2 separate regions of the Arachis hypogaea genome follow, and region 1 is linked to region 2. Evidence: chromatin contacts called from public Hi-C data. All regions are on one chromosome and are shown on one strand. Each heading gives the region's core, a stretch centred on a gene start, on an enhancer-like site or on the middle of the called end of the contact. The rest is flanking DNA. Distances are from core to core; before and after follow the strand shown. Region 1 has its middle 17 kb from the start of LOC112800507. Region 2 has its middle 9.9 kb from the start of LOC114927740.

Region 1 (4,448 bases), core at 1,889-4,388, 65 kb after region 2:
CCACCGTTGTGGTAACTTAATTCTGATTAGAGGGTTAAGTGCAAAACTAGTTTATATCCACAAAAACACTAATTATCCAAAGCTAACAGGATTATATGTCACATATCCCAATTAGTTCATGTAATTATCAATTTAGGATAAATTTGTTTTCAAGCTGTTGTTCAAGCGATGTTACTTTCTCGAGAATCACAAGAACTCATGTAGAATAAGGGTCATACTCTCGTTCCACCCATATTCATAAGATTAAGAACGAAAATAATCCTTGAAACTGAATTAATACATTAATTATAATAGAAAAGCAATAGTTTTAATCCATAAAAATAAACATAGCTCCTAACCTTAACCAATGAGGTTTAGTTGCTCATGACTTACAGAGAAAACTAGGATTCTGAAAAGTGCGAAAGAGAGAAGATCCCCCTCCGTGAGGCATGTCCTTTTGGGGAGGAAGGAAGTCCCCTATTTATAGTAGAACATCTAAGACTAAACCTAGAATTCAAAATCAAAACGAAATCAAATCTAATAATTCAAATTCAAACTAAATCAAAACAAAATCAAATCTAATCAAATCAAAGCTTTTCTTAATGACTCTCTAACTAATGATCCTCCTTGTAATTTAAGTTTGGTATCTTCAAATCTTCACTAATTACAAAGATTTCTTGGGTCTGGGGCTGTTGTAGGCATTTGGCGCCACTTTGGTGGCGTTCAGCACCAGAACTGGCAGTGCTTGTGCACTGGTTTTGTCCTCCATGGGCACTAAACCCCAGACTCAGCATTTAGCACTCTATATGGTAGAGATTTCTGAAGAAATGTATAGACTATTATATATTGTTGGAAAACTCTAGAAGTTGACTTTCCAATGCCATTGAAATCACGTCAATTGGACCTCTATAACTCAAGTTATGTTTATTGGAATTCAAGGATGCCAGGGTTAACAACATCCACTTTCTTCCTTTGTTTTTGCATAAAATTATACCATATTCGCCCAAATTTCACGTAAAATAATAAAAATACTAAAACAATTTAAAGTACCATCTAAAGAGGATTTTAACTCTAAAATATAATTAAACTTACTAAATTCTAACTAAATTTAACTAGAAAATAGACAGAAAAAGGGTATAAGATGCTCACGTATCATATATAATGATCATTCCTTTGATCGAAAAAAAAAATTAAAACATATTTTCCTAATAGTGTGAATTCACTAGCGTCAAACCTTTTCTTTAATATTGGGTTTGTAGTGATATATCTCACCAAAATAATACAAAAAATATGTTTAATGTCGTCAAGGGAGATTGATAACTCATGCGAAAGTCCAAGCAAGGATGAATTATTGATCCATAAGAAGGAGTGTGAAATTAGGCACAAGAAGTTAGGCCAAGTCAAATAAAAGAGCCTAAGGTACCAAGAGTTAGGAAGCCTCCAATATAGATAAAAGACTATGTTAGCAAATGAAGGAAGGTACAACACGAGAATATTTCTTAATGCTAAGCTGGACAATTTTTTAGGAGAATGTGGAGGTATATTGTAAGGGAATCAGAATTACAATTCACGTATGCATGAATTGAGAGTTTCTTAGAGGAATTATCCCTGACTCAACGAACAGCTGCGTTCGTTTCCATTTTCTATCTTTTGTCTTTCATTCAACAATATTCATAATCTACTTTTTTTCATTCTGCTATTGTTCTTCTGTTTAATTACTTACCACTTGAAGGCTATCATTGGTGCTCTTGTTGAGAGAGATGGTGACTTCTGATGAACTCCGACATTAAGCGGAGCTTGCTGCCTTGCAATGGGGTCATGTGGAGATCTCCAATCAAGTGTCGGCCACCACTGAAAGGTTGGATGAGCTAGAGGGGTCTTTACAGAAGATCAGGGGGATACTGAAGGAAACATTAAAGCTTAAGAAGGTGGCGAGCGAGTCCAACGATGTGAAACAACTACAATTCTCATCAAACCGTAATGGTGTTGTCATAGGACACCAAGTTCAGCAGGGGAATCGACGGCTTCGACTGGAACTTCCCATGTTTGAACGTGAGAAAGTGGAAGAGTGGGTGTTTAAAGCAAGGGAGTATATCGAGTGGTATTCGGTGCTACCAGAGATGCGGGTTCGGATGCTTTTATTCCATCTGTCAGGAGCGGTTTACTCCTGGTGTCGTTGGGTTGTCAACACAATATTTACACACTTGGGAGATGTTCTTTGAGGCACTACTAGTGCGATTTGGGCAGAACCAGTTCTTTGATACCAAGGCAGCTTTTAAGGAGGTAAACAAACAACCACTATCGCTGAATACCAGATTCAATTCGAAGAATTTACTAATCAAGTAACTAGCCTGAGTGATGATTGGTTAATTTCTTTCTTTATTGTGGATTTCAAGATTATTTGAAATGTGAATTATTGTTAGCAAAATCCATCTCTTATGTCATTGCAATTTCATTAGCCAAATTGCATGAGTAAAAATATACTATCATTTCCTCTCCCAAGACACATCTCACGATTTCAAAAATTACTTCTACATCAACCCAACATTCTCAAACACTCTTTCATACAAACCACCTCAAAAACATATCAAATCCAATTTCTTTTAATCCACAGCACACAACCTTGCCTAATTTTAGAAATTCTAACCCACCCTTCAAGAAACTATCTGCTGCTGAAATCAAAGCAAAGAGGGAGAAAGGGTTGTGCTATTATTGTGAGGACAAATAGTCTCCAGGCCACATGTGTAAAACTTCTTGCTATCTATTTATTGGTGAAGAAGAGATGCACAAAATCTTACAAGAGTTAAAGCCTGAGGTAGTCCAGGCTGCAGGGGCTTATGAGACAATAACCGTGGATGCTGTCCAACCAGAATAAGCTTAAATGCAACGATGGACCAGTATCAACCCACTACTTTTCAACTGAAAGTTTCTTATAATGAGCAGTTGTGATGGTTTTGATTGATGGAGGTAGTTACCATAATTTTGTATAGGCAAGTGTAGCAGAAAGGTTGAATCTTCCAATCAAACAGACCACTCCTTTCTAAGTATTAGTGGACAATGGGGATGTGATTGGGTGTTAAGCCTATTGTGACAATGTGCCTTTAATCATGCAAGGATACTAATTTACTATCAACACCTTTGTATTGGACCTCCAAAGGACTGATGTGGTATTTGAGGTGTAGTGGTTCATGTGTTTGGGCTATGTGATGACACAATATGGGCTACTTACCATGGAGTTTGTGGTAAACGTCTTGAATATTAAATTGCAAGAAAAATGACTGCTAAAATCAGAAGCCATTAGTAAACAAGATGCTTTAGAGAATGGTGTCTTTTGAGATTGTCACTACACTTTATCAGTTGAAGGTGATAAGTGCAGACGAACAGGAGTCAACCCCATTTCTGCAGAAATTCAGCAGGTGCTGAATGAACACAACAATGTTTTTGAGGATCCAACTCATCCACCACCATGAAAGGAGATTGATCACACCATCACCCTCACATCGAGAGCACAACCAGTGAGTGTTCACCCTTATAAGTATCCACATTTTCAGAAAGAAGAGATTGAACATTTAGTAGCTAAGATGCTGGATGCCGGGGTGATTTGAGAAAGTCAGAGTGCATTCTCTAACCCAATATTGCTGGTAAAAAAGAAGGACGGGTCTTGAAAATTCTATGTCAATTATCGGACTTTAAATGCGATTACTATTAGGGATAAATTCCCTATTCCTACGATTAATGAGGTCTTAGATGAACTATTTAGTGTAGAGTATTTTTCCAAAATTGATCTGTGGTTTGGTTACCACCAAATTCGAATGAGTGATAACTCCATTCCTATGACAGATTTTCAGACACATCAAGGTCATTACGAGTTTGTTGTGATATCCTTTGGACTCACTAACACTCCATCAACATTTCAGGTCATTATGAATAAAATTTTTCAACCTTACTTTCGCAAGTTTATCACTCTATTTTTTGACAACATACTTGTTTATAACAAGATGTGGGAAGATCATGTATACCACCTCGGGTTGACACTCACTCTCTTAGCCTAACATCAGCTTTTGACCAAGAGATTCAAATGTCTCTTTGGCCAAACACAATTTGATTATCTCGGCCACATTGTATGTTCGGAAGGGATGAAAGGTGATCCCACTAAAATTGAGGCAATTCAAGCATGACTTAAACCTACTTCTCTTAAGCAACTGCGCGGGTTCTTTAGTCTAACGGGCTACTGTCGAAACTTTGTCTCGAAGTATGCTTAGATATCTTACCCGTTGACAAAACTCTTTAAGAAACACAATTTTCACTCGGGGTGTAGAGGCGGATCAGGCCTTTGAACAATTGAAGGCAACAATGGTGCATACACCCATTTTGGCTTTGCCAGATTTTTCAAAGCCATTCATAGTGGAGACCAATTCATCTCACAAGGGAATTAGTGTGGTATTAACACAAAAATGGGCATCATCTCG
Region 2 (4,088 bases), core at 185-2,684:
CTGGGACAAAGCTAGAATGATATGGAGAGATGTGATCTTTGAAAAAGAGTTTTAGCTTTTCCACTGCAATTTTGGCCATCCCTTTGTAGATAACGTTGCATAAAGAAATTAGCTTGAATTGGGCTAAAAATTCAAGTTTCTTTATTTTAGGAATAAGGACTAACATGGTTTTATTCAGGGGCTTAACAATTTTTGGGTTCCTCTATAAGGTTGTAATCACCTGCTTAACATATTTTTGGATGCAATTCTAGTTATTCTAATAGAAAGTTCCTTGCAGACCATCTTCTTTTGGGGCCTTGAAGGCACCAATATTAAAAAATGCTCTCCTAATATCTTCCTCGTCAGGAGTTTTAAGAGAAGCTTCCACAATATCAACACTAATGCGAGGAAATGTTTTAGTACATGAAGTGCTTGCTATCGTGAAAATATATTCTAATTCTTTATGATCCAAGATTCTCTATAAATCATGGCCATTGAATTTTTGAATCGATGACTAAGATTTACAACTTTTATTAATAGTATAATAATTATATTTATATTTAAATATTTTTACAAATAACTCTATTTCAAAATTTCATTTTTGTCCTTTCTGCCCTCGTTCTTTCATTTTTTCTCCACCATCCCCTTTTCTGTCGCCGCTGAAAGGAGGAGTGCGACCGTCACGAGGAATCGCCGTCGTTATCATCTTCGCAGGCTGCCTCTGCATGCGCCGTCTTCGCTGCCTTTCATCTGCGTCTTGCCGTTGCCGTCTGTGGAACTGCTAGGCCGTTGCCGTTCGTCATTTCCAGTGTCGTCGGCAAGTCAAGAATGAGCAAAAGGGAGAGAGATCCATCACTGTCGATACTGTTTAGTGGAGGAGGAAGAACCGCGACGAGGAAGGGAAGCAAGAGCCGTCACGGTGGTCGCCATCACCGCGGTTGGATAGCAGTGGTCAGAGCCGTCGCTGATGGAGTTTATCGGAACTTCTGTCTGAGAAAATAATAATCGGTTCTAATATATGTTGGTAGTGCAATGAGAAATGTGATGATAACAATGGTTGTTGTTCGAAAAAGATGCGAGAAGAAAAAGAAGATGAGAATATTTATGTAATTTATTATTTTATTTTATAAATTTTTTTATTTAAACTACCAAATATCTAAAATATATTTTTTTTCACCAAAGACACATCCCTGAAACAAATGATAGAAGTCGTTGCTTCACTTTTATACTGTTTCCTTTCTAGGTGGGTTGACATTTGACAGGAGTGATTTATTTCTGTTTTTGGTACGTCAGTGTTGTTTTGGAAATGTTTTTTTTGGTCGTGTTGTTTTAGAAATTTAATCGAAGATTGTTGTTTTATTTTTCTTTTTTGGGTCTTATGTTTTTGGTATATAAAGGGGCCAAAGGCCCATTACTTTTTGGGTCTTTGCCCGAAGGCTACAGGGGCAGGGGCAACAATCTAAGTGCAACTCTATGGATCAGAGAGACCCAATCTACAAGTACAAGCACTAACATAAAGCCCATGCTTGCTTGCAAATATCCCTTCCCCTTCGGCCTACCTTATTATGTATCATTAACTACCCAGCATCCAACGCCAACCTCACCTCCCTTGGCAAATTAGAGGCCCATCCAATGTCCAAAGCCCCTGTATTTTCCAATTTTTCAACGGTGTTAGATATTTTGGGTCTACTGTGGGCTTTGCTCCATTGTTTCGTTGGGTACGTGGGCTTGCATGTTCCGACGCAATCCTAGCCCAATTAGAATTTGACAGGATGAAAAAAATTTTAAAGAAGAATACCTACAGTTTTGAAACACATGGATAATTGGGTAATATGTTTCAAAACCGTGACAATTTTCATGACAAAAAAAAAAAAACCGTGACAATTTGATAATTAGTTCTGAAAATAGTAGTAAATTGATTATAAAAGTCATTATTTTTAGAATGGGGATGATTAAACTTGAAATGGATTTGAATTTGATAAATTATTGTGTTTGAAATTAATTATATAAAATAGAAATGAATTTGAATTAAAAGTTGATATACTGATTTGATTTATATTATTATCTATTTTTTATCATACAATTTTTTTTATCACCATCAACGATTGCAGTTGGCTAGGGACGATGGCATCGGCTCACGATTTGCCGATGCTTATAGCCAAGGTCGGCTAGGTTCTCGGCGCAATTAATCGGCGACACCTGACAACCTTGTTTTCTACACCCTTATTTTTTTTATATTAATACCTAAAATGTAAAAATAATTTTTTATATTTTTAACACATCAAATTAACTTTATTCCGAAAAAGAATTTGATACTTGTCCACCGTCAGATTAAAAAAAAATGTAGTTTCATTGAGTTCGTGTTTCTTCCTTTCTTTTGGTCTAGGTAGTTTGCAGAGGAGTGATTAATTCTTTTTCGTGAACGAATTTGTGCAATAAATTAAGTAAAATGAAATGTAGTTGTTCCTAGCTTGGGTTAATAAAAAAAAATGTTAAAGAACCAACAAAATTTATAATGTGTAATTATTAATTAGTTATTATTAGTATTTTTAATAATATAAAATTATATCTAATAACATAAAATTATTTATTTTTTTATTAATTAAATATTGATTAAATTTTAATAAAAATATTATTTTTTTAGACTTAATAAAAATGTTGATTTCTAAACTTTACTTCTTCTGAAAAAAAAAATTCAGAAAAAGGGAGGGGGGGTGGAATTGAAAATCTTGAATGTTCCTTCTTAAATCACAGAGACTACACACTGCAGCACCATATATGTAAGAGGGAAGAAGAAAGATCAGAAAACTAGGAAAGAGGAAAAAATAAAAAATAGTCTATAAGTATATATCGGAAGAAAATGATAATTAAGAAGTGAGAGATTATAAAGAGATGAGATGACCTTAGTTTATATGATGGGGAGATTGATCATGTCATCTAAAATCTGAAAACCTTAATAACCTCTTTTGCAAGTTGGGGAGGGACTCTAATCTCTCAAGGGAAACTCCACTCTGCTTTGCCATGCTTTTTCTTTCACCTATATCACCAACCACCGTACTGTGACTTGTGAGCATCTCCATGGTCTTCTAGTTTCACCATTTTAATACTACTTTGTATCCAGGGTTTTCATTAATGGTATCTATGCACCTTCATTTCCATAAATTCTGATAAGAGCCTTCTCTTTTTATTATTATTATTAAAAAAAATACATTTTTTTTTAAAATAAATGATGTTTTTTTTTCTATTTGTAAAATATATATTTTCCTCTTTTATAATTTTTTTTAAAAAATTTTAATCTATTTTAAATTTTTTGTATGGACTAAAATTAACTTTATCCTTTTTAAAAAAAAACAATATTCTTTACGAAAATATCTTTCAATAAAATTTTATTTTTTTGTAATTAATTTCTTTTATCAAAATATTTTTTAACAAATTATTTTTTATTGATTAAATTATATTTTTACAAAAACTTTTTTAAAATTTTTTTAATGATTAAATTATTTTTTATAAGATAACAAATTATTTTTTTTCAAAAACACAAATGACAATCACCCTTTGCTTTTGAAGGTTATCCTTGGAGATCTATGCTTCTCCTTCTTCAGATGGCTTTCTTTTCAGATTTTTTTAAAATTTTTAAAAAAATATATTGGTATAAATATAATTAATAATAAAAAAATAATTTATTAAAGAATATTTCAAAAAACAAAATTTAATCACAAATAAATAAATTTTTATTAAAGAATATTTTTGTAAAAAATAATTTATTTAAAAAGATAAAATTAATGTTAGTTAACATGAAAAAATTAAAATAAATTAAAAATAAATTTTTAAAAAATTATAAGAGAGAAAAGTGTATATTTTACCAATAGAAAGAATAAGAATATTATTTTAGTATTTCTTAAAAAAAAGTAAAATTTTCTATTATTATTATTATTATTATTATTTCTTGACAGCTATATAATGCCACAACCATTCTTTTTTACTAGTAGTGGGTGGAGAAAGGTAGGGACCACCGGACCACTCTCCACTGCTAGAAAGTACTAAACTTTGGTACACTTTGGCTTTGATTTGTTTATTTTCTTAAGTTTATTTATTAAAACTTTGGTTAG

Evidence for each region. A called contact is a pair of places that touch in the nucleus more often than the background predicts.
Region 1: a contact with region 2 is called in a Hi-C map of leaf, with 5 times the contacts expected there. The contact joins two enhancer-like sites. A contact is called at or near these places in 4 of 8 Hi-C or Micro-C datasets (leaf and an unstated tissue).

Annotation. Positions count from the first base shown.
Region 1 is chr5:7,167,158-7,171,605 of arahy.Tifrunner.gnm2.J5K5, forward strand. No RefSeq gene overlaps it. Among protein-coding and RNA genes, the nearest start is that of LOC112800507, 17 kb to the left of the region's middle. Within about 2 kb of position 3,139, at least 1 of the 3 cell types and tissues checked has open chromatin away from gene starts, as enhancers often do.
Region 2 is chr5:7,104,192-7,108,279 of arahy.Tifrunner.gnm2.J5K5, forward strand. No RefSeq gene overlaps it. Among protein-coding and RNA genes, the nearest start is that of LOC114927740, 9.9 kb to the left of the region's middle. Within about 2 kb of position 1,435, at least 3 of the 3 cell types and tissues checked have open chromatin away from gene starts, as enhancers often do.